Linked DNA regions of Mus musculus: all the other regions are linked to region 4. The links are chromatin contacts, called in public ChIA-PET, Hi-C, HiCAR-type, HiChIP or PLAC-seq and Micro-C maps. All regions are on one chromosome and are shown on one strand. Each heading gives the region's core, a stretch centred on a gene start, on an enhancer-like site or on the middle of the called end of the contact. The rest is flanking DNA. Distances are from core to core; before and after follow the strand shown. Region 1 holds the start of Anapc15 (anaphase promoting complex C subunit 15). Region 2 holds the start of Numa1 (nuclear mitotic apparatus protein 1). Region 3 holds the start of Phox2a (paired-like homeobox 2a). Region 4 holds the start of Atg16l2 (autophagy related 16-like 2 (S. cerevisiae)). Region 5 holds the start of Fam168a (family with sequence similarity 168, member A). Region 6 holds the start of Mrpl48 (mitochondrial ribosomal protein L48). Region 7 holds the start of Rab6a (RAB6A, member RAS oncogene family).

Region 1 (3,671 bases), core at 661-3,160, 590 kb before region 4:
AATCCTATGGTCCCTCAGCGAGTTAGGGTGCCACAAAATAAGAACTTTATCCCCCAAAACTCAGCTTGACTATTCCCCACAGAGGAACCTTTTTCTAAGCAGGTCTCCAGCGTAAGGCAAGCTCACGGCCCGGTGGTAGACCTCCATGCTGCACTGGGTCCTCACTCACCCAGGCCTGATGCTGCTGCTCCTGCTGCTGCAGCTCTGTCTCCTCCACACAGGGTCGGTCCAGATTAAACCACAGTGTCTCAGTCACACGAGGGAAGAGTGACGGGAACAAGGTGGACATGGCTCCTAAGCTGAGGGAAAGGGTCACGTGAATATGTTTTGTTTTGTTTTGATGCAGTTGAAATTTGATTTAGGGATAGGGTGGATTGGGTGGGTAGCAGAGAAGCTGCCCTGCCCTCTTGAAATCAGACAGACCTGAGTTTGAGTCCTGGCTCCATCACTTACTAGCTCTTTGATTTTGGCCAATACACTTAACCTCTCTGGGCCTCAGTTTCCTCATCTGTAAGAATGGGGATAATTAAAATTATATCATCCTCAGTTATTACGACAAACAAAGAAAATAATGAGTAAAGCTGTATGTTGCTTAAAGAGAGAAGAGACTGGGAGCCAGAGATGGAATGTGGCATTGTGATTATGCACAAGATTAGCAATAGCAGAGATCTAGTAAAATTCATTTTAAATACACACACACACACGCACCACAAAACTTATTTTTTGCTCTTTTGATTCATGTCACATCCAACCAGTGCAAAATGGTGTGGACATGAACCACCTCTCTCACCAACCAGTCAAACTGCAGTACACACAACCAAGGATAAAAGAAATTCTCAGAGGGATGAGTAAATAACAAACAAATGAAGAATGAACTAACATGGAAGAGAACAAAATCAACTCTGTGGGCTGAAGCTGCTGACCAGGAAGGTCACCAAGAAGCTGAACTAAAACGCCCTGGCTCACAAACCCAGTGACATGTAGAGCTTGACTTTGGCCACACACTCGATGGGGGCTTAAATCCTACGCAAGGCAGGGATCCTGGCCCAGCACTGTAGGAAGGGCACAGGAAAAAATAGAGTTGGTGTCTACCTTGGTGTTTCCCCCTATTTTTAGTAAATGAAACAGGGTTACAATATTTAGCCCTGACTGTCGTGGAATTCTCTATATAGACCAGGCTAGTCCCAAACTCACAGAGCTCCGCATGCCTCAGCCCCCGGATGCTGGGATTAAAGGCGTATACCAGCCCCCACACCCGGCCCTACTCTAGCTTTTGTTCCAACTTAATTTGACCCACGCAGAACTAGACGCTGTCATTCCCTAGACCAAAGCCCCCCCAGGTCCGTGTGATGGGGGAAAAAAAAAAAGGCGCGTCCACCACGATCCCGAAAGCACTGACAGATTTTATATACTAAAATTCTACCCACCACCGCCCATTCTTTGCTCATTATGATAATGACTGCGAGATTGACCAACAGGAAGGAGGCAGGGGCGGGTCTCCGTCAGGATTTTGACCTTATAGGGATGCTAATCGCAAAATGCGCGCGGCCTGGCCGAAGCCAATTAACTGCAAGAAATGCTGGGTGACAGGAAGTGAAACCAATGCATGACGGACCATGTGCGATGGGTGGGGCTTAGACTCTAGGAAACGGCCAGTGAGCAGGATGTCTTTAAGAGTAAAAATGGGGAAAATGAACTGCTAGGGAAGCGAGTCAAAGGAACTGGGTTTCTCTGGAAGCCGGAAGAAAGAACAAGCAAGGAAACGGCAGCAGTCTCGTTTCCGCACTTACCGCGCCAAGAGCCGGCAGCCGGCGGCGACCCGGAAGCGTTTCCCCAGGTCTGAGCGGAAGAACCCACCAGAATCCGGGACTCACTAACGCATGCGTCTTGCGTCTCCTTTTGTTTCCCGCTTCAACACCGAGCCGGAAGTGATGTTGATGTACTTTAGTTACGTACTAGTTGGGGGAGGACCCTCGCTTGCCCCGCCTACCTGTCAGCTCCTCCTTGAATCTCCAGCGGCAGGGTTTCTCCAGGCTAGCCCCTCGCCTGCGTTCGACTAGTCCCGCCCTCCTGCCACTCGGCGGTGTTTGCGTGTTAATCTCCTCGAAATAGTATGGTTTCCAGAAATGTTCGCTTGTGTGGATGCCGTGTGTGCTGCTGCGTTCCAAGAAACATCTGTTTCTTCCCTTCTGTTCTCTCAGACTCGGTTTTCTGTTTGAACCCTTCTCCTCCTCCTCCTCCTCCTCCTCCTCCTCCTCCTCCTCCTCCTCCAACTCCTCCAAGATCTATTTATTATATGTAAGTACACTGTAATTGTTTTTCAGACGCACCAGAAGAGGGCATCAAATCTCGTTACGGATGGTTGTGAGCCACCATGTTGCTGGGATTTGAACTCGGGACTTTTGGAAGAGAAGTCAATGCTTTTAAGCGCTGAACCATCTCACCAGCCCCTCTTTTCTTCTTTTTTAATTTTGGTTTCTCGAGACAGGGAACTCAGAAATCCACCTGCCTCTGCCTCTGCCTCTGCCTCTGCCTCTGCCTCTGCCTCTGCCTCTCTGCCTCCCAAATGCTGGGATGAAAGGCATTCGCCAGCACTGCCCGGCATCCATTCTTTTCTTTCTGAGAGGATACCTTGAACATGCTAGACAAGCCTCTGTCATGGAACTACATCATATTCATAATATTTACTTTTCTTTTTTGAGACAAGGTTTCATTGCGTATTCCTAACTGGCCTGAAATTCACTATCTAGACCAGGTTGGCTTCGAAGTCTTCCTGTTGGTATTAAAGCTGTGTAACACCACGCTGGCCTCTTTTTTATCTATTTAAAATTTTATCTTATGTATATGTGTGTTTGAACATCGTGTGTGTGTGTGTGTGTGTGTGTGTGTGTGTGTGTATGCATGTGTATGTATGTGTAGGCCCAAGAGTGATGCTGGGAATTTTCCTCAATTGCTCTTCTATCTTATTCTTATTCAATACCACAAGTCCCTGCTATCGCTGGTCTGACTATCCAGGTTCTCTGAGAATTCTCTGTCTTTACAGAAATTACAGGCTGGTTGCCATAACCATCCAGCAATCATGTGGGTTCTGAGGACCCAAACACCAATCCTGGCTTCTTTTACAACAAGCACTTTAACCCCTAAGGTATCTCCCCAGGCCTGTACATTCTTTGTCTACGCTGTTTCTTCTGTAACTAGCATGATAATCTGCCTGGTTTTCCTCCTGTTCTTGGCTCTGGTGAAGAGTGATGAGATAGAACTGTTCAAGAGGTTCCGTATGTGCTTCCTATCAAATCTGATTGTATGGCCCAAGAGGTCAGCTTCAGCTTCAAACGTTTTCAAACGTTAGCAAGCTCTGCTTATTAAAATTGTAGCACTCAGGGACCTGAGACAAGAGGATGTGAAGTTCAAGATTAGACTGGGCTATGTAGCAAGCTCAATGCCAGCCTGAAATGTATAAGCCCCTGTCTCTCACAAAAACAGGTGCAAATTTTAAAAATAAAAATAACGGACAGTGAGATAGTTCAGTGGGTAGAGGCACTTGCTAACAAACCAAGGACCCAACTTCAATCCCTGGACCCACATGGTAGAAAGAGAAAGCTGCCTCTCACAAGTTGTCTTGTGACCTGCATGTGCACACTGTAGCAGTTCTCTGCTGCCTTGCACACCAA
Region 2 (3,348 bases), core at 54-2,553, 670 kb before region 4:
CTCTACTGGGCCGTCTCTATAGCTCTAGGACAGGCGCACACATTACTCCCTCCAAACAAAAACACGCTGACATCTATGAGGGGAAAGAAAGGCGCCAACTCCCGGATGTTGGCAAGCTCTGCGCAGGGCCAGCGCCTGTTTCTCAGTGTTTACTTGCTCTCCCTTTCCTCTCCCTCCCCTCTAAGGATGGCGCAGCAAAGGGAGGTGAGGGGGATGAACCACCCCACCCTCTCGTCCATTTTTTTGAAAAAACAAAACAAAACAAAACTAACCCGAGAAAGAGTGAGGGAGAAAAAGTCTTAGTGCTGGGGGCCTTACCGGACTCCTAAAGCCAAACGTATCTACAGGTTTTAATCCGCCATTAGCATTTAAATCTTGAAAGGACAGGGGTAGGGGGGGGCAGTGGAAAGTAACCCCACACACAAAAGAAAAGTTGTTGGGTTTCTTCTCAGTCGGCCAGGCAGAAGCAATCTTCCTGGCTGACAGCCAGAAGTGCGTCACAGCCAGGAGTCTGCTTTCTTTAAAGGCACAGCGAGCTTCCGCGCGGTCTGGGAGCAACAGCGAAGCCAAGAGCTCGGGGGGGGGGGACGGGGGGGGGACGACGCCTACCAGGAGGACCCAGGTGAAGCCTGCCCGTGCCCTAAAAACTGAGCAGGACGTGCGGGGGCGGGGAGAGTGGCTAGGGCGCAAGCCCGCAGGCTCCATTGCTGAAGGGAGAGCACGCGCAGCAAGGGCTGGAGGCTGTGGCGTAAACACACAAAAACGCACCCGCGGTGGCCGGCCTCACCAACCTGAGATGGCCAGGACACTCCCCCTTCGCTGCTTTCCAGCAGGGCTTAAGGCAGTAGCAGTGACGGCCTGTCCACCTCCGAGACCAGCCCTATCGGGCAGGCCCAGAGCCGCCGAACCCACGGCCAGCCCCTGGCGGGAAAGGCGCCCGGCGCAGAGGAAGCCTGGGAGCCGAGCGCAGGGGAGCCGCACGGCGCAGGCCTTGTACAGGGGCAGCTTCCTGCGGCGCGGCGAGGGGGGCGTGTCTGCAGGCGCACGGCCGCCCGCCGGCTCCCCGCCACACAAAGCGCAGGCCTCCTCAGAGCGCCCTGCCTGCCCGCCCGCCTGCCCGCCCTAGGACTTGGCCACCCTAGCCTGTTCTCCGCAGGGAATCTCTTCAGCCCCTACCTTCTGCGTAGCAAGGCCAAGATGCCATGCTGTGTGCCTGCTCCTCCCACTCCTCCACCCAAACGAGCGGCCCAGGCAGTTTCTAGCCGCGGAGCGTAGGCCTCGCTCTTCTGTCCCGATAGCTGCGCTATTGTTGACTGGAATGGCCGCCAAAATCCCAGCTGTGCTGCCAGAACCTAATCCGCTGTTCCTGTGGGCATTTGTGGGGAGGGGCCGAGGGGCCAAGGCACAGTTCTGAGTATGGCAGGCGCTGGCTAGAGCCCTCAACAGGCACAGGGACTCATCATCCTCAGAGTCTGCTGCAACTATATGACTAAAAGAAATGTCACACTCAGACAAGATCTCGACAGCGTTGCCACCCACTGGACACCTCCTGGGATAGTTAAAGGAATTCCCTCACTTTACAACTAGAAACATTTAATGAAGTATGTGTAATGTATTGCTATTAAATATTGTTAATACCCATACAAGAATTATACCCAACGTCTGAGCTAGGGTTACAATTCCACAGATCAGAAGTGACTACAAGTTTTATCCCAAGATGGTACATGTTAACTCATATAAAAGATGTAAGGAAACTAACCAGTTTAGATGAGGGAAGGATTAGAAAACTGAAGTAATATTTTAATCTGGATCTTCAAGCACAAAATCAAATTTTTCCTCTCGGGAAAGGGAGAAGAAAGCAGAAAGGTGTGGTAGCAGTGAGAGACCAGGTGTCAAAGGTGAACTGAGGTCAGAATTGGGAAATCTTGAACTTCAAGGATTCAAATAAAGGATCTGGGATGGTTTTAACAGAGAGCTGTGGTATGAGCCAGATTAACCTGACAAAATGGTTCTCTGGCAGCAAGGTGAGCTAGGAGGCTACCCAATAGATAGGAAGGTGTTGAGGACACGGATGGTAGAGAATAGTTAAAAGAGGAATGAGAAGCATTGAGGAGAAAGAAGCTGACAAAAAGCAGGAGACTCAAAGCCACCATGGTGCTGTGTGCTTACAGTCCTGGCAAGTGGGAGGTTGGAGCAGAAGGCCAGCCTGATCCACTCACTACTAGAGTTCCAGCCCAGCCAAGGCAGAGTAACAGCCTATCTCAAACAAGACAAAACTAGGAGGAGCAACTGTACCGGGAAGAAAGTACATGGCATATGTGAATCACATGTGAGGAGGAGATGGGGGTCTGAAGAAGAAACAGGATATAATAGATAGTAGCTAATGCTTACTAAGAACCTACTAACATGCCTCAAACCATCCTACTGACCTATTGGGCATCATTTCATTAGGCTTCAACACCTCTTTATGAAGCAGGTAAATTACCACTCAACTTTAAGATGACTTTTTTAAAAAGACTTATTATTTATGTGAATACACTGTCACTGTCTTCAGACACACCAGAAGAGGGCACTGGATCCCATTACAGATGTGAGCCACCATGTGGTTGCTAGGAATTTAACTCAGGACCTCGGAAAGAGCAGTCAGGTGCTCTTAATCGCTGAGCCATCTCTCCAGCCCTACCACTCAACTGTAGACATGAGGAAGCTAAGCCACAAAGTGACTATCTTACATACATATCACAAATCACTTGCAGCTAACTACATAACCCTGGCAAGGATTCCTCAGATTCCTAGATGAAAGCATAGCCTCCTCTGCTTTAAGAGTACAAGCATGAACTCAGTAACATTCGCAAGGTGCCCAACACACTGACTTTTAGCACAGAAGGTGCTAGTGGATGCTTCACAAAGGTTGGTCTCTGTCACCAGGGTGTCCCAGCAGAAGGTTTACCAGTGCTAAAGAAGCTAGAGATATTCCTCCTGGAACAGGATGGTACCTTCAGTGTGACCGCCTTTTCCCCACCAGTTCCTCTCTCGGCTTTTACTTTATAGGCACACTTCAAATCTCAATCCCTCCAATATTAAACTGGTAACAGTAGTGGATTACTGGGGACAATCACTTGGGGACTTCCTACACTGTATGTATGTTTTTATGGTTGGATTTATTTTTTTATTATTTATTTACTTATTTTGGTTTTTTTGAGACAGGGTTTCTCTGTATAGCCCTGGCTGTCCTGGAACTCACTATGTAGACCAGGCTGGCCTCGAACTCAGAAATCCGCCTGCCTCTGCCTCCCAAGTGCTGGGATTAAAGGTGTGTGCCACCACACCCAGTGATTGGATTTATTT
Region 3 (3,312 bases), core at 124-2,623, 520 kb before region 4:
TGGGATCCCCATCCTGGCCTGGCCCAGCACCACCAGTCTTCCTAACCCCATTTTGGTCTACGGCCGCCTCTTAAAGGTCATTATTTCTCTAAATTAAGGTATTTATCTCCCCAACAAACCCCAGACCTCCTTTCGGGTTCCAGTGATATTTGGGGGTGGGGGGATTATGAAAGGAGGAAGCCGGGTGGGGCATGCTGGGACACTAACAGAAGGCATAGGGATACCTAAAAGGCTAAATGACGTTGAGGGTTTGGACTGGGACTTGCTTGGATCAAAGGACTCGAGGGTGGAGGATCTATCTGCTCCTGGGATTTCAAGGGCTGTCGTCCGGGATGGGAGGGAATGTGGGAATGAAAGTGGTCCAAATGATAGAGGCTCCTTTTCTGTGGCTATGGGACCCGTTTTTTTGTTTTTTGTTTTCTGCTGGTGCAGTAAGGTTTGGGCCCAGGCAGGATAGGTCTAAGACAGGGCAAGGTGAGGCTGGAAAGAAGGAATCAAGGCTGGGGGAAGGATGCCATCTGGGCAGCTCAGCGGCAGCAGGGATCTTTGTTGAGGGTGGCATCACCCAAGACACAGGTGGTAAGAATGAGAGTTGGCTGGACTGAGCTGGAAGCCAATTCTGAGGATTCTGGGAATGGAGAGGTTTGGTGGTCACCTTTGTAGGTGGGGAGGGGAAGGCCTAATGAGAGGCCTAAGACTGGACCTGTTTCTTTGATACGAAAGGCACAGGGTAGGGGGTTGGCATTGAGAAAGAGGAACCGTTGGAACAAGAGGGTGCGGCTCATCCCTGCCAAGAAGAAACTCCTATTACCGGGGGTCTCAAAGTACACTGGAGGAGTCTAGCCAGCAGCATAGGTAGGGGTGGCTTGTGGGTTCAGTCACAATTACTTGCAGAGTAGGAAAGGTAGTTGGGGTTTCATGGGGTTTGGAGGTGGGGTTTGGAGGTAGGGTTGGGATGGGACTGCGCTCACCTGCCGAGTAGGGTGCGGGCTGGTGGTCGCGTAGGGCGCCAAGCGCACAGTTGGAGGAGCCGAGCGCGGGGCAAGGTGGCCCAGCGGCGGGGAAGGCAGGCCGCAGGGGACTGTATTGGAAGCCTCCAGGCTGGCTGCAGGCGCCGAAGTCACCGTAGGCGGACGCCTCCATGGCCGCCACGCACGAATCGTACGAATTGAGGTAGGAGTAGTCCATCGGCCCGAGGGGGCGGGGGCGGGGGCCGGGCAGGGCCGGGTCTGGTTGGGGTCGGGGTCCCGGGCTGGGTGGAGTTCGGGATGGAGATTCGAGCTCCAGGCGCAGAGGACCTGAGACCGGCTCTGAGCGCCCGAGAGTCCGCCCGCCCCGTCGCGGCCCGCACTCTGCCCCGGTGCAACGCAAGTGCAGTGCTGCCAGCCCGCGCGCCTTTTAACGCGCAGGACCCCGCGGAGGGGGCGAGGCGGGGCGAGCTCCGCGGGGCGGGGCCTGAGCGGCCCAGACCCCGCCCCTAGCCACCTCGGGTCCCCCACCCCAAAGGGCCTCCCTCTTAGGGCTCCCGAGGTGCAGGCGGAGCATCGTGGGACCCCAATCCGAGAGTCCCTTATCCTGTCCCAATCCGGCCTAGACCTTCGATCTCTACACAACATGCCCAGCAGGAGGGTCCCGACCTCGTTCCTGGGCCTCCCACCTGCGGCCCCGTGGAAGCTAGGGAGGCAGGCCCCGCGGTGCTGGTGTGAAGAAGTTAATTCAATTCTCCCAGATAACCGAATTATTCCGATCTGGCCCTTCAGCCCCGCCCCCAGCTAGGTCCTATCCCTGCGAGGACTGCCGAGGCTGCCCTAGAGTGAGGGGGATGGAGACAGGGATGAGAAAGAGACAGGAGCCTGGGACAGGGACAAGGAGGGGACGTGGGTATGGAGAGACTAGAGAAAAGGGGTCAGACCTCGAAATAGAAGTAAGGGAAGACAAGGATGAAGCGGTAGAAGAGAAAGGCAGGGGTGGAGATGGAGATTGGCAGAGAGAGGAGGCCAGCAGGATGGAGAAAGACAGGCATGGAGACAGAGGGACACGGATGAACATGGACGTGGACTGCAACCAGGGCTGTGATGGAGCTGCAGAGAAGGCTGAAACAAATCAGAGACAATCACAGTGAGACCACACACAGGATGGCCTTAGGCTAACAAGGACAGAAACAGACCAGCGAAACAGAGGCCGATGAGTGGAGAGAAAGGACATCCCCGAGAGCTGGGATTTGTGACCAGAGCACCGAAGGCGACCAAGACATTGTGGTGGAGAGGCTGGGGGTGGGAGGGGTTGGCAAGGCATTAGAGGAGAAGGCTGCAGGGTTGAAGTCTCTCTCTCTGAGAAGTCTCTTGTCTTGAGGGCCACAGGAGCCTGCACCTGCTGGGTCCAGGCCACTCCCTCCCATCCCGGCTTCTCAGCTCTGTTGTCCTCTCCAATAGCTTGTGACCTCTGGACTCGCGCGTGTGTGTGTGCGTGTGCGTGTGCGTGTGCGTGTGTATGTGTGTGTGTGTGTAACTGTGTCTGTGTAGGATGCTGAGCCTTAGGACTATGGTAATGACTCCCTCTCTCTCCTTCAGTGCCTTTCTTCTTCCCCTTTGAGTCGTCCCTGCCTTCTTCTGGAAAAGCCAGGTCATTGACCCTCCAAGGATTTTCCCCAGCTCTCCAGGCTGTGTGGTGAATGGAATACATTTAGCATCTTTACCTGGAGGATGAGTAGAAACCCCCTTCTGTCTCTTTGGCTCTCCTGAAGGATGAATTGAACCTCTCCTCATTAGTCCCCAGCCCCAAGTCCCCAGGTTTCTACACTAAGTCCTGCTGATGGGAAGTCTGAGATCCAAAAAGAAGCCAGAAGAGGGCCATGTCCTTGTCACCAAACAAAATCCTCTAGGATTAAGAGAAACTCTCCTGGAATTCCTCTTTCCTCATGTTTGCCAGCACAGTGGGACCACAACCCTCGGGTCCGTCCCTTTCCCAGGCTAATTATTCTTTGCTTGACTCATGCCTCGGTTTCTGTAAGTATTCTATGTCAGGAGTTTTGGAGTTGTGTGTGTGTGTGTGTGTGTGTGTGTGCATGTGTGCACGCATGTGTGTGTGTGTTTCCAAGCCATTTTCCCTTGCTTTGGGTATGTTGTGTTAAAATATGCATAAACACAAATTTTACCATTATAGCTATTTTAATTGTATATTTCAGTGTTGCTAGTTCTCATCATGTTGGACAATACAGCATCACTGTCTTGTTTATATTTATTTCCATAATTCTTGATCTTGTATAACCCAAACTCCATACATGAAGAAATAACTCTCTAACCACCTTCCCTA
Region 4 (3,637 bases), core at 22-2,521:
TGCCTTTTCCCTCCCATCGGTTTATTTCTTAGGGATAACCAGGTCTGCCTTCCCTAGCTAAAAACAGGGCTTGAAGCTGAACCTTCCTCAGTATGTCATATTGTAAGGCTAGGCCCACTGAGTCTCTCCTGTCATTCTTTTTTTTTTTTTTTAAAGATTTATTTATTTATTATATGTAAGTACACTGTAGCTGTCTTCAGACACTCCAGAAGAGGGAGTCAGATCTCATTACGGGTGGTTGTGAGCCACCATGTGGTTGCTGGGATTTGAACTTCGGATCTTCAGAAAAGCAGTCGGGTGCTCTTACCCACTGAGCCATCTCACCAGCCCTCTCCTGTCATTCTTTACCACAGCCTGTATCTGCAGAATTCTTTGCTAGAGACAATTTCATTACAATTCCCCGTGAGCCCAGATTCACTGTCAAATGTACCCACAAGAGATGTCTGTGCTGTCCAAGAGAGGCAGCAGATAGGCCCTGAGTTAGAACTCTGGGTTGCTGGCTAGCTCAGCTCCCTACTACACACAGCTGCAAACGAGGAAGCCTCTTCTCTCCTCTGAGCCTGGGGTTTTCCAGATAAACGGAGTCTTTTCTTAGAGCCCTAAATTTTGCTACCAACTGGACCTCTAAATCTTGCTCCTCCCACGGACAGTTCTGCGTCCTGTCCTAACAACTCTGAAGCGCTGGACCTTGAATCTAGGCCCCCGCGCAGGGTTAGCAAAAACCCTATCGCTGAGCTACTCCCAACGCCCGCCTGCATTGGAAATTTTCATGTCATCAGACCATGTCTACTTGTTCTTTCCAGAGCTTAAGAGTCCTTTTGTCTCCGCTCCCTCTGGGTAACGGTCTTAGTTGGTCCTTCATAAACCCCCACTCAACTGTCACCTTGTAGGTGACAGTGGGGCTCCTTCAGGCAGTCTTCTCTCTTAGACTGCTTGTGCCTGGTGCTTGTCTCTGTACAGCCCCTGGTGGTAGGGTCTCCCCTTCCGGGGTAACTTAGTGAGTTCTGCATCCTCAGCTTCTGACACTGGTCCAGGCACCAAGAGGTTAAGGAAGGCGACCTTGAGGCCCCGCCCTGGACGCGCCCACAGGCGACAGGGAGGCTTCAATCCCTGCTGCTTACTCCGGGACAGAAACGCACACCTCTGGGACTGAGGGTTTTTGCTGGGCCGCAGCAGCACCTGCTTTGAGGTGTCCAGATCTCCCCGACAAAAGCGCTTGGTACAGCCCGGGGATTCCCCGCTGCTGCCGCCCTGACGTCATGGAGTCCCCGGGAGGCTCCGCCCCCCTGCTCGGGCTGGAGCTTTGCGCGGCCGCTAGGGACTCGGCGGCCATGGCAGGACCTGGCGCCCCCTGCGATCCCTGCGCGCCCGCCGCTGTCTGGAAGCGCCACATCGTGCGGCAGCTGCGGCATCGGGACCGCACGCAAAAGGCGCTCTTCCTGGAGCTAGTGCCGGCTTGTGAGTGCGTCCCTGGGGGCTCGGGGATGACTGGCTTTGAGGAGGTGGGACTCCCCGCTCGGGGAGAGGGCTTGTCCCGCCACTCGACTTGTGACTCAGGGCAGCGGCGCCGTCACGGTTCCCGAGGGCTTTGCGTCTTGGAACCTGTTACGCCCCTCTCCGCATTGGCTTGCCTGCTGTTTCCAGCTCTGGTGCTGCTTAGCCCCAAAGACTCAGCTCTGCCTCCCTTGAGCATCCTAGACACAAGCTCTGTCTCAGTGATGGTTTTGTCGAGTCCTTCTTTCAGGCCGTCCCTAGGGCAAGGCCTGGTCAGTCCATTTGGTCCCAGAGCCCAGTTAAAGAAGGCAGGCGTGGCCAGAACAGCCACGGTAGCTGAAAGGAAGGAGCGAAAGTCTCTGGTAGGTTCTGGTACGGATAGGTTATACTGGCGTACGTTCGTGGAGTACCTCAGTGCCTAGCGGATCGTAGCTCGAATGGGGCTCCGGGTTCCTTTAGGTTGTTTGTCGCGCGGCGGAAGTTAAATTCTCATGTGGTTATTTCTGGGCACTTTGGCTAGGAGGAGGAGATGTGTGCACTCCATCCGAGGAACACTGGAGTGCATCTGTATTTACTGCCTTTTGGTGGACTGTGATTGTGTGTTTGAGGCTGAAAGTCTAACCATACTCCCTACTTCTTCCTCACTTGGTGCTAATTTTGATGCACCCACGCAATCAAATTTGTTTTCCTTGGAACTTTGTGAGGGCTGGCCCTCTCTTGGGGTTGGATACCTCTACCTCCAGACAACCCCACTTCTCCAACTGCTCTGATGGGCAGTGGGACTATCGGTTTAAGGGAGGGACCACCCAGGAGAACTGCAAGACTGGGAACCTAGAGACCCAGGTCTGTGGTTTGGGGTAATTCAAGTCCTTTACCTCAGATTTCTTACTTGCAAATGAGGCACATTGTGACCTTGTATGCCGGGGTAGGGGTGCTTGCAATGCCTTGTGGTCTCAGGTAGTTTTGAGAATTTGTCAGGGTCCAGGAACCTCAGACAGAGAAGGAAGGGAGGTGAGGATCTGGCCTGAGGTTAGCAGCCTCAGTCTGCCTGGAATTGGTTTAAAACAAAACAAAACAAAACAAAACAAAACAAAACAAAACAAAACAGCTGGAAGGAATGTGGGTGAGGGGGTCCAAGGTCTAACCACCTATCTTGGGAAGATTTGTTCGATAATTGCTCAAGGGCTTTCAATATTGACCTGGGGGAAGCTGTTGCGTGGAAGTGAGAATTACTTAACTGTAAACCTTGAGGTCTTGGAGGGGAAGCGACTTGCTGGAGGCCATACACAGGTGGTTTTGTTTATTTCAACATGCTCTGGGTCCAGACTTTGTCCCTGGCAGAGGTGAACTAATCCCAGGCCCCTTGCTTTCCTTCTGTTCTCTCTTCAAGTGCTACCTAGCCATGTTTGTCCCCAGCATTGGTGGTCTTTCTGTCCTTGTCTCCTGGGTGGGCTTGTGGGCCTGTGCTGTGATGAGGCTTTGCCAGATACAGATATTCCCCCAGGAAGGGGCAGAGCCCAGCCTTCAGAGGCTTCTTTATTCCCAAGACCCCTGGGCTCCTGCAGCCATCCCAGTATGAGGTAGCTTGTATGTCGGGAGTTTGTTGGCAAGCGGCTCTGCCTTTGCCACAGGCTCACCCTTTTGCATCCCCAGATAACCATCTCCTAGAGAAGGCTGAACTGCTAGCCAAGTTCTCAGAAAAGTTGAAGTCCGAACCAAAGGATGCCATCTCCACCCGACATGAGGACTGGAGGTGAGTTGTCTGTGAGTGATCAGAGCTGCTTGTGCCTGCCTCTTTGCTGTGCTCAGCCTTGGCACCTCATCAGTCTGTAACTCCTGGGGATGTGAGCGAGGGCAGTGGAGGCCTCTTGAGTCCTCCCCAAGCTGGCTGCTTACCTTAATATCTTTAACCCCGACGCTTCTCTGTGCATTTGTCTCCTGTCCAATCCTGTTCTCGTGTTTCCCCCTTCTGAGTCTTGTCCCTCTTCCTGTTCCTTACCTGATAACTTCAAAAAGAGGCTTGTTACCTATTCCAAAGAGCAGGGAATGGGTTGGAGACAGAACTAAGAGGATGTAGCCCAGGTAGGCTGGAAATGACCTTGAATTCCTGGCTTTCCTGCCTCTCTCCGGTTGGGATTACAGG
Region 5 (3,392 bases), core at 605-3,104, 600 kb after region 4:
CTTCCTATTTTTCAGTCTCATTAATCAGTTCTCAAGCAAGAATGCACCCTTAACAACCTCAAGTTCATCAAAGTCTATTTAAATTCCAAATTCCGGGACTAGTTTCAGTTTACCAGGGGGAGGGGGAAAGGAGAAAGCAGAGACAGTTTCACCTTCTCCCACCTTTGCTTTGAGAGCCCCCAACTTTCCCTTTTTGACATAGGAACTGCAAGACTCCCCACTCTCCCTTAATTCTACCTTAAATGGCTCTCTCATAACTTTACCCTTGGGGCTGCTATTTCCAGACAATTCCAACGTAAAACAAAAAGGTCAAATTGATAGCATGAGATATCCTCTAGGAGAATCTTTAATGTACCTTCTCTGTCCCCTGTGAAGACCCTTCTAATGGTCTTGTTATTACTGTCTCTCACCCAAGCAGCTGATGTAAATGTTCTAACCCCTAAACCTCTGGTGTGTCTTGGAGGACATCTTAATCCTTCCTTTCCTAAATAAACTGACCCACTCCATCCCCGCTGCCACCTCACCACAGGTAACCAGCTTATCACAGACATTTCTTCTGCAAAACTGGCAGAGAGACATTTTCTTTATGATACCATCCACTAACCTTGCTCGACACCTGCCAGAATTATTTTAGTTGAGTCCAGCTGAGTAGTCTGACATATCCTCTACCTCCAACTTCCGCTCAGGGGAGCCACCTTGTTCCTTCCAGAGACTCTAAACTCATCCTAAATCCTTTTCCACTGAGCCCTCATCCCCAATTTCAATCCCTGTCTTCCTATTTGGGGCCCAACTTACAATTCACTCCCTCCTGTCAGCTTACCTCATCCATCCATCTCCTGTAGTTGGAGGTCTCATCACTACCAGTCCAAATTCAAACCTCCAGCAGCAGCCTACCTCAAGAAAACCCCAAACAATTCCTACCTCTTCTGTTCTCTCCAAGCCCTATTTCCGTAAGTATTCACAAATTCCATCATCCCCAGAAGACAACAGCCCATTTCAAGCTGGGGTCTCAACCCATGCCAAAGCCCTCACCCCCAGCTCCTACCATCTCCATCTTCCTTCCCCAGGTCCACCCCAAGTCCCACCTTCCAAAATTAGCACTCCCTAGAGTCCCATCCAACGTTTATATCCCACTGGCATTGAAATCATCTCCTTAGCCCCCACCCCGCTCTGATCACAAGCTGTCAACTGCTTCAGGCCAACCCCAAATCATCACCTTCATTCAGTCCCATCCCCCATTAAAAGACATCCCACTCCAATCTCACCTTCCACCTCGCCCCAAGACAATCCCAAATTCCACCTCAATACCCTACACACCCCATGCTCCTATCCCTGGTCTGGTTATCCCTCCATGTAAAGTCCTACCCCCTCACCCCCCTCCGCTACCCTCCCTGACCTGCTGCTGTCCCACCCTCACCCCACTCCCAGCCCGCGTACGGACAAGTCTCCCCCACCAGCCCGCCGTTCCATCGCCACCTCGGTCCCCTCCCCCAAGCCGGCGCGGGGGCCCTACAGCCCCCACCCTCGTTCTCCCCGGCGCCACCAGCCCTGGCTCCACGGGAGCGGGCCGGGGGGCGGAGGGGGGGTCTCCTCACCGGCGAGCTGCTGCAGACGAAAACCGCGGCGGCCGCAACTGAAGCGGCGATGCCCTTGTCTTCTCTGGAGGCTACAGCGGCGACGCTCTCGTTCCCTCGTCCGTGTCCAGTAGGGTGGTGGATGGCGCGCAGGGACGGGAGCCTCCTCCTCCTTCTCCTCAGCTACTCAGATCTGAATCCTCTGCAGTAGCCGCGGAGAAACCCGACAGTGGGGGAAGGGGACGCTCGGCTGCAGGCAAGAGAGGAGGAGGCGGAGGGAGGGGGCGGGGGACCGCTGAGAAGGGCGGGGGAGGAGGAGTCGGCGCGCTGTCCCGACACGTCCCACAGCCTCCGAGCTCTTGAACTACAACTCCCGGCATGCTCTGCCACGGCCCTGCGCGGCCTGGTTCTCCCAACCCTGCTCCGGTCCTGGACCGCACCCTCTTGGGTCACAGACAATGGACTCCCACGGGCTTTTGTAAACTCAAAGGCCTCTTGGGAGGGAAGTTGGATATTTCCGCAGCCTCATCTCCATGAAGCAAAACAACCTACACATGCACTCTTTTCCGCCCAAGGGACTACACCTCCCAGCATGCCGCACACAGTTTCCCATTCTCTCCTTCCGGACCCCTCTCAGACCCGGTACTACAGTTCCCAGGAGTGTGGTCCTTGCGAAATGCTGGGACATGCAGTTCTCAGTCCTTCCTCCATGTTAAGAAAAAAAGAAGTGAAAGAGAGAAAAAGGGGAAGGACTATTCCAACCCACTGAGCTTGGGCCTAGATTGGCTACATCACCTGTAATTCTGTACTCTCCTCGCCATCTCCGTTGTCACTGTCTCGCCAGAACTAATGCTGCATCAGCTTCCCTGGCATCCCTGAAAATCAGAGGACAAGTCTGCAACTTAAATCCTCATGTAAAAAGCACATTTGTTTACATTTACATTACTTATAAGTATTTAATCTAAAAAGATTATCAAAAATTTTTGGAAAACAATGCCCACGGTTATTATAGGAGGTTGTTGAATATGAGTTGAGAAGGATGTAGATATTCATCAATAGAGGGCTGATTTAATAAATAGTGATGTATGTATTCAACGTAATGCTAAGCAGCCATTTAAAATGATGGTAAATATCTTTAGACATGAAAGGCTTTTCACAATTTCTTGTCAGAGGGGCAAATTGATAGCAAAAACAGCAAGATTAGACAGGTTCGATTTATTTGAAGTTCGAGGATATAAAAGCGTAAAGATTTCAGTGAAGAGATTCTCCAAAATGTTATCAGTGATTATCTTAAAGAAAGAATTGTTAGGTTTCAGGTTCCTCTTATCTTTTATACTGTCTGAATTGTTTAAGGAAGCACACACCGTTTTTTAAACATAAAAGGTTATTTCATATGCATACACACACACACACACACACACACACACACACACATGCTTGCACGCACACACACAGATACAGCTATAGATATTCCAAATACAACAACCTCTTGATTTCCCACCTACAAACTTTCCTTGGGTCTTGTTTACCTAAACAGTGTTTCAGGACTGTGTGTCTACCTTTCTGTAAATCCCACTATTAAAATAATGGTAGTTGTGTACTGTATTAGTTACTTCTCTGGTTGCTGAGACAAAATACTTGATAAGAGCAATTTAAGGAAGGAAGGAAGGAAGGAAGGAAGGAAGGAAGGAAGGGTTTACTGTAATTTACAGTTTTATCTTAGGGAAGATAAGTGTCAGGTCCAAAAGAAATTCAGGACAAATAGTGACCTGTGGTGCCTGGCTATTAGCATACCAAAGAGCATTCTGACCTCCATGC
Region 6 (3,386 bases), core at 845-3,344, 720 kb after region 4:
ACCAAGTATCTGGTTGCCACATTGCTCAGTAAATCTGGCACATAAGATTGATCGTAATAGTCTCCTTGTCTTCTGCCCCATATGAGAGAAATAGATTTAGCAACAGCAGTGTTGCTGAGTCTTTGGAATTTCATTCTAAGATAGATGAAACATTAGGATCTTGGAAGGAACGCTGACAAAAAAACCATACCATCAATGCAGCCCAGTTCATATTTACCACTTAAAAGAGATTTTATTTTTATTTATGTGCATGTGTCTGTGTCTGTAAACACAGGTATCTGAGGAGGTCAGAGGGGTTACTGAATCCCCAGAGGTGGAGTTGCAGAAGGTTATGAGCCTTCTGATCTAGGGACAGAGAACCTAACTCAGGTCCTCTGCAAGAGCCACAAGAGTTCTTAACTGCTGAGCCATCTCTCCAGCCCTTTATTTTTCGTTTTTGTTTGTTTCATTTATTTTTTTCAAGACAAGGTTTCTTTGTGTAGCTCTGGCTGTCCTGCAACTCATTTTGTAGACCAGGCTGGCCTCAAACTCAGAGATCCACCTGCCTCTGCTTCCCAGTACCAGGATGTACCCCACTACCACTCATGCTCCAGCCCTTATTTACTAGTTTTGACACTTTTTCTGTGTTAAAAACAGCAACAGTAGCAAAATAAAGTAACCGTTGCACATTCGTTATTTCACCCAATGCTGACTTTATTGTATGCCTCAGGTACTCCCTCTGTACACAGAGTTTATATGCCTATCTTGGTGACATGAATTTCTTATTGCTCTGTAATGATTTAAATGTGCCATTTAAGGGCAGGAACCACAAGCTATTCATTTTTGTGTTCCCAGGATTCCATCAAAGGACTGGCAAAAGGTATTGCTAATTAAATAGTTGGTAGCTGAGTGTAGTGGCCTAAGCTTGTTATCAAAGCACCTTGGAGGCAAATACAAATTCAGAGCCAGCCTGGTCTACCCTGAGAGACCTTTGTCTGTAAAATCGAGCAGTTTCTCTCCGGGAGGCTTGTGAGGAATAAAGCGAGCTACTGAATATGCCAGCAAGATTTTGATGAAGGGACCCTGGTCTCATATGAGGCTATGTCAGTGCCTGGCAAATACAGAAGTGGATACTCACAGTCATCTATACGATGGAACACAGGGCCCCCAATGAAGAAGCTAGAGAAAGCACCCAAGGAGCTGAAGGTCTGCAACCTTATAGGTGGAACAACAATATGAACTGACCAGTACCCTCAGAGCTCGTGTCTCTAGCTGCATATGTAGCAGAAGATGACCTAGTTGACCATCACTGGGAAGAGAGGTCCTTTGGTATTGCAAACTTTATATGCCCTAGTACAGGGGAATGCCAGGGCCAAGAAGTGGGAGTGGGTGGGTAGGGGAGCAGGTCGGGGAGAGGGTATAGGGAACTTTCAGGATAGATTTGAAATTTGAAATGTATATAAAGAAAATATCTAATAAAAAAAAAAAAAGAAGAAGAAGAAGAAGCCAGGCTTGGTGGTGCATGCCTTTAATCCCAGCACTTGGGAGGCAGAGGCAGGCTGATTTCTGAGTTCGAGGCCAGCCTGGTCTACAAAGTGAGTTCCAGGACAGCCAGGGCTACAGAGAAACCCTGTCTCAAAAAACCAAACCAAAACAAACAAACAAGCAAACAAAAACAAAAAAAGAAAAAAAAAACTGTGAGCTACTGAACGAAAAGTATTGCACATCATGGCCTCTCAATAAAAGATAATTATTCTTAATTACTATGAGGATATGGAACGCTAGGAAAGTTCACCTGGGGTTAATCAGCTCCAAAGTCGAGGTAACAAGTCAAGATTTGCATACGAGACGCTGGAATAAATTAACCAGACAGGATCTGTGTCCTAAAGGAATTCAATCAAAATAGAGAAGAGAGACATTAAATAATATGTAGTCTCATAGGTGAGATACCAAAATTATGTGAAAAGCACTCGGTAACAAAGACGGCAATCCATACTGCCCAGAGAAATCACAGGGAAGGTGACAGGAGCTGGGGTGAGGGTGGAATCTGGGGAGAGTTTTATCCCTTGGGTTTTAAAAACTTCCGGAACCAAGATGCTGCGTGAGCAGAAAGCGTCTCGGTAGGATTTGGTGGACGGACGTGATGAAGACCTTTCCGGCCCTGTTTCCAGACGCCTGGGGTCGTGATTGCTAGGGTGGATCTTCGGTTTGCTCAGAAGCCGCTGTGGTCGAGAATGAGCGGAACCCTGGGAAAGGTAACGCAGATTCCACGCACGTAGGGAGCTGAGGAAAGCGGAAGGGAAAGCAGAGCTGGAAGGTGTTTGCGTGCGGACGTTTAGGCCTAGGACTCTGCGAACAGGCCTTTCCCAGCAGTCCCTGCGGCGCCTCACTGTCAATTCTTTCCCCGGCCCAGGGCGAGCTTGCCAGTCTCGTGCCACGCCCCCTCCACTTGTCACCCTCGCTGCCTCGTGCCTAGGAAAGGGAGAGTCCCCACACACGGAATATCGTCCCCTTAAATTGTCTGACCTTGGGCAGGTCATCTACTTTTTACATTTAATCATCTTTTAAGAGAATCCTCGCTGAAGTGGTTGGGATGTGAATGAAGTTACTCGGTGATAAGAGGAATACAATAATGATAAATTACACTTTTGCTTACAAAATCTTATTTGAGAGCATTTCATAAAACCGAGCGAACCAACCATTTCGTTTTGTTACTCTTGGCTTCCAAAATATTAAGAGACTATTGCAGAACCAGGTGAGCCTTCTTTCCTTTTATGAGACGAGGTCTCATCATGTAGCCCAGACTGCTCATGACACAAGTCTCCTGCATCAGTTCCCCCCAGTGCTTGGATAACAAGTACGCATCACTACCCCAAGCCACACTACCATTCTTAAATCTGGTCCTTGTTTTTCTCTTCCCTTAACAAAGTTACCAGATCTCAGTTGGTCTTTTCCACTTGTGTCATATTGCTTAGGTTGTTGTTGTTCCTGTTCTCTTCGTATTGGGGTTTTATTCCAGGCATTAATTATAGAGACTTTATCACCATAATGTATGTATAAATCAATATGGTCATTGCCATTTTTGGATGTGGGACTACCCTTGAATGTCTCTAAATTTGAGTTTCTCATCCCATCCTTCATGAAGGGACCCACTAGTTCTCTTTAGCCAATTTGTGATAACAGGTCTGCTGCAAAGATAATAGAAATAAACTTCAACATTCCATTCTATTCTCTGGTTCTATTTATCTTCTTTCCAAGGAAGGAAGAGAAGATCAGTATGCAAGGAATATAATTTGCAATAGTGCAGAAGAATCCATGGAAACCTGGCACTAAGGCCATCATCTAACAAAGCCAGGAATTGGGGTAGTGTCTTTAATCATAGAACTTGGGAGGCAGAGGTAGGAGGA
Region 7 (3,390 bases), core at 577-3,076, 690 kb after region 4:
GACAAATGACATTACAATTTCATTCACAAGACCCTATGAAATATTAGGTATACATAAAAAAAAATCAGTTAACTCAAATAGTATTCTAATCTAATTTAGAGAGCTAGATGGTGGATCTATTACCCTATTACCCAAAGGCAATCCTACAAAACAAAGATGCATTATTCTAAGCCTCTCACATACATCTTAAATATGTAACTGGAAAATTCTCAAGAAGAAATTAATAATTAACATTTCACCCGTTAATCCTTGCTTGTATCATCATGAAGATACTTAAATATTTCATATTGAAACGAGAAAAGAGGGAAGTGAGATGAGAAAAATTCAAAGTAAACTGATCATGACATAGCATCTGGCAGAGACTGAAAAGGCATCAATATAGCCAAAAGAATTGTCAATGACGAAAATTAATAGAAAAATAAGGATTTCCAACCAGTCCCAACCCAAGGGACCAAAATCATCACTGGCAACGCCACCTCTTTTCAAGTCTCCTTCAGTTAAAATATATTAGCTCACTAACCCTAACTAATTCTTCATTTAGGTGTAAACTGAGCAAGAATTGTTTTTCTCCATGACCACCTCTTCTCTCACCTTCCGAGAGACTAGTACAACTCCGAGCCAAGCCTCAGGGGAAAACAACGCCCAGATCCCACCCTCCTTCATCCAAGGTTGAAGAGGGGGCCCATTCTCCAGAGTTGGGGGCTTCTCGGAGTGGGACCTCACTTCCAATGGGAACCGGAAAAAGAGCAAGGAATAAGGGTGGGGCCCCATAAAGCCGGCCCGGGTGGTGGAGACCACGCAGAGCAAAGGAAGAAAGGGATGGACAGGAGGCTGGGCGGGGTGAGGACTGAGGAGGACAGAGCGGCCCGAGAGGGCCCGGCTGCAGGCGGCGGAGTCCGGGCGAGGATCAGAGATCTAAGCTACAAGCCTGATAGATCCTAGCGAGGAGGAGCCAGGGACAGGGACAAGAGGAGTCGGGGGACCCGGGGAAAAGGCTGGGGTGGGGGTTTTAGGAAGAGCGAGGCCGGCGGGGAGCCTCAGCGGCCAGAAGGGCTGCACTGGGGGCGGTGCGGGGAAGCCGCGGCCGGCTGCCAGGAGCGGGGGAGTCGCGCACTCACCGCTCTGCTCTCCCAGGAACACCAGCTTGAATTTCCTCAGCGGATTCCCGAAGTCTCCGCCCGCGGACATGATGGAGCCGGAGGAGCCGCCGCCGCCGCCTCAGCCCAGAGACCTCTTCCAGACCGCTGCAGCTCCAACCCGCTAACGAAGAGGGCCGAGCTGAAGGGGCAGCCTCCGAGTCCTCTCGGCCCCTGCAGGGCCGGGCAGAGGGGCGAGGCTGAAGGGAGAGTGCCTCCACCGACCGGCAGCCGCCGCCGCCGCCTCCCCGCAGAGTCGCCTAGCACCGAGCCGGGCCCGCGGCCGCGAAGGGACGCAGGGCGGTGTCGGAGGCAGCCAGCGGTGCGCTCGGGCTTCGCTAGCCTAGCGCCGTTCCTTCCCTCAGAACGCGGCGCGGAGACTGAGGTGAGAGAGGAGGGTGGCGAGGCGAGCGCCGCAGACGCGTCTGGGTCTCGGCACGCGCAGTGCTCGGGCTCTCACAGCAGCCGCCGCCGCCACCACCGCAGCACAACCCGCTGAGTGCGCGAGCCTCTGGCGCGGATGCGGGGCGAGTCCGGGCGCGAGCCTGCCGCCCTGCCGGCCTCGGACGTGCGTGCGTGAGTGCGTGCGTGCGCGTCGCCGCCAGTGCTTTCCTGGTTTCGCCAGCAATCCCGGCTCCTCCCGTGCGGTGGAGAAAGGGGCCGATCAGGTTTCGACTGGCGTCTGGAGAAGCCGGGAGGAGGCGGGACCGAGTTCCGGGTAAGCAAGGGGGGGAGAAAAAAAAGGGGGCGCTTACGTCAGTGACAAATCGAGCCAATCAGAAAAAGCGGAGGGCAGGCAGCTGCTAACTGAGGTGGCGACGCGAGAGCGCGCGCGCGACTCTCGCGCGGAGGAAGGTGTGGGGTTCTGGCAGCCATAGGAAGTGTGGCGCGACGCAAGGCGATTGGAGGAAGGAGGAGGGAAAAGAAGGTGGGACGGAGGCGGAGCCGGAACCAAGGTGGAATGACCGCAGCAATGCGTGGGTGGGGTTGGGTCGCTCAAAGGTGTATTGTAGGTGCTAAACCCTTAACGTCGCTTCTCCTTCCTCACTTTAGCCCTTCACCCGTTTACCCTAGCCTTCTAAAACGTAATTCCTTGCTCGGCATCTTCGTGTATATAAGATTTCCCACCGTTACTCCGTGGAGTTTCATAACTACCAGAAACAAGTCCTCTCCATTTTGTGGGTGAGGAAATTGGAGTCCAACAGAAGGAAATGACTTGCAAAATCCACGTAGTCATGTCATGGAGTCAAGGTTTTATTTGAACCTCTGCTACCTCCTTACGTTAAGCCATCAAATTCCCTAGTGTCTGTTGGCGTGATCTTCTGTTGAGTGGCCGTTGTTTTAGGTGCCCATAACATCAGACGATAACCATCGTCTACATGCTAGAAATGAGTTTAGATATCATATAAGCCAAACTCCACATATTACAGATATGAAATGACTGCCCACTTAGCGGTGCAGCTTTGGAAAAGGTCACACAACATTCCAGAGGGCTGCCTCAACAAAATCACAAATCTGCAGAAGGAGTATTTAAAAGATCATCCTTTCTCCTTAAAGCAGCACTTCTGGATGTGCTTGAGTGGGGCTTCCTTAAATTTGCCATCTGAAGCATTTCCAATTGTCAACCAGATTTGAGATCCAATAAGATAAAGGTGAATGCCATAAGAAAACATGAACTAAGCATAATGTGGACAGTTACATAACATAATTAAATGTAACTTTTCATCTGAATGGGATCCCTAAAAAGAGAGTATCAGACAAAAACAAAATAATTTGAGTATAGCATGAATTTTAGTTAATAACAGTATTTTGTACTGATTGATTTATTATAACATATCAGTCCTATTAAAGTAAGCTGTTAATAGAGGAGTCTGGAGTGGTATATGGGAACTTCTATAATGGCCTTTGTAAATCTAGTAATTTTCTATCTAGTGCTTCACATCTGTAATCCCAACCCCCAGGAAGCTAAGGCGGAGGATTGCTGTCAGGGCTTGGCAAACCTGGGCTATAGAGTTAGTTCCAGCTTAGCCTAAGATACAGAGTGAGGTCCTGCAGAGAGAGAGAGAGAGAGAGAGAGAGAGAGAGAGAGAGAGAGAGAGAGAGAGAGAGAGAAAATCTACTCTTTAGGACACCTAAGAAACTTCTAGAGCCAGACATGGTGGTGCATGCCCATAATCGTAGCACTTGAGAGATACAGGTTAGAGGATCCTAAATTTAAGGCCAGCCTGAGCTACATATCAAAGTTAGGCTGCAT

What was found. Hi-C and Micro-C count contacts between places; a contact is called where the count stands out from the background. ChIA-PET counts read pairs in DNA pulled down with a chosen protein or histone mark. HiCAR-type assays count read pairs that join an accessible place to other places. HiChIP or PLAC-seq counts read pairs in DNA pulled down with a chosen protein or histone mark.
Region 1: an HNF4G HiChIP or PLAC-seq map of pancreatic cancer cells shows a contact between it and region 4. The contact joins the promoter of Anapc15 here to the promoter of Atg16l2 in region 4. A contact is called at or near these places in 2 of 39 promoter capture datasets (erythroid cells and hippocampal neurons), 1 of 484 Hi-C or Micro-C datasets (muscle stem cells), 4 of 115 datasets of contacts at active chromatin or transcription factors (astrocytes, bone marrow-derived macrophages, embryonic stem cells and 1 more) and 1 of 9 other capture datasets (adipose tissue).
Region 2: a contact with region 4 is called in an RNA polymerase II ChIA-PET map of memory CD8 T cells, with 41 read pairs. The contact joins the promoter of Numa1 here to the promoter of Atg16l2 in region 4. A contact is called at or near these places in 1 of 39 promoter capture datasets (hippocampal neurons), 1 of 484 Hi-C or Micro-C datasets (CD4 T cells) and 2 of 115 datasets of contacts at active chromatin or transcription factors (memory CD8 T cells and pancreatic cancer cells).
Region 3: a Micro-C map of embryonic stem cells shows a contact between it and region 4, with 3 times the contacts expected there. The contact joins the promoter of Phox2a here to the promoter of Atg16l2 in region 4. A contact is called at or near these places in 1 of 39 promoter capture datasets (embryonic stem cells), 3 of 484 Hi-C or Micro-C datasets (all in embryonic stem cells), 2 of 115 datasets of contacts at active chromatin or transcription factors (embryonic stem cells and pancreatic cancer cells) and 1 of 9 other capture datasets (pancreatic islet).
Region 5: an RNA polymerase II ChIA-PET map of memory CD8 T cells shows a contact between it and region 4, with 31 read pairs. The contact joins the promoter of Fam168a here to the promoter of Atg16l2 in region 4. A contact is called at or near these places in 17 of 39 promoter capture datasets (the 3T3-L1 cell line, 3T3-L1-derived adipocytes, the C10 cell line and 12 more), 1 of 484 Hi-C or Micro-C datasets (cerebellum), 5 of 115 datasets of contacts at active chromatin or transcription factors (astrocytes, effector CD8 T cells, large pre-B cells and 2 more) and 1 of 9 other capture datasets (liver).
Region 6: a contact with region 4 is called in a Hi-C map of CD4 T cells, with 2.6 times the contacts expected there. The contact joins the promoter of Mrpl48 here to the promoter of Atg16l2 in region 4. A contact is called at or near these places in 3 of 39 promoter capture datasets (liver, neutrophils and pre-B cells), 2 of 484 Hi-C or Micro-C datasets (both in CD4 T cells) and 2 of 115 datasets of contacts at active chromatin or transcription factors (memory CD8 T cells and microglia).
Region 7: a HiCAR-type map of astrocytes shows a contact between it and region 4, with 2.7 times the contacts expected there. The contact joins the promoter of Rab6a here to the promoter of Atg16l2 in region 4. A contact is called at or near these places in 6 of 115 datasets of contacts at active chromatin or transcription factors (astrocytes, effector CD8 T cells, embryonic forebrain and 3 more) and 2 of 9 other capture datasets (adipose tissue and liver).

The regions. Positions count from the first base shown.
Region 1 is chr7:101,894,570-101,898,240 of GRCm38.p6, reverse strand. Anapc15 (anaphase promoting complex C subunit 15) reads right to left here and starts at 1,910. Exons shown (of 6, transcript NM_027532.4): 1 at 1,791-1,910; 2 at 424-508; 3 at 170-299. The coding sequence starts at 446.
Region 2 is chr7:101,967,798-101,971,145 of GRCm38.p6, reverse strand. Numa1 (nuclear mitotic apparatus protein 1) reads right to left here and starts at 1,303. Exons shown (of 25, transcript NM_133947.3): 1 at 1,177-1,303.
Region 3 is chr7:101,816,374-101,819,685 of GRCm38.p6, reverse strand. Phox2a (paired-like homeobox 2a) reads right to left here and starts at 1,373. Exons shown (of 3, transcript NM_008887.2): 1 at 972-1,373. The coding sequence starts at 1,188.
Region 4 is chr7:101,299,722-101,303,358 of GRCm38.p6, reverse strand. It overlaps Atg16l2 (autophagy related 16-like 2 (S. cerevisiae)), which reads left to right and starts at 1,271. Exons shown (of 18, transcript NM_001111111.1): 1 at 1,271-1,458; 2 at 3,148-3,247. The coding sequence starts at 1,332.
Region 5 is chr7:100,705,097-100,708,488 of GRCm38.p6, reverse strand. It overlaps Fam168a (family with sequence similarity 168, member A), which reads right to left and starts at 1,854. Exons shown (of 9, transcript NM_001362169.1): 1 at 1,596-1,854.
Region 6 is chr7:100,581,838-100,585,223 of GRCm38.p6, reverse strand. It overlaps Mrpl48 (mitochondrial ribosomal protein L48), which reads left to right and starts at 2,094. Exons shown (of 8, transcript NM_198831.3): 1 at 2,094-2,234. The coding sequence starts at 2,214.
Region 7 is chr7:100,606,022-100,609,411 of GRCm38.p6, reverse strand. Rab6a (RAB6A, member RAS oncogene family) reads right to left here and starts at 1,826. Exons shown (of 8, transcript NM_024287.4): 1 at 1,119-1,826. The coding sequence starts at 1,188. It also overlaps a transcript of Mrpl48 not described here.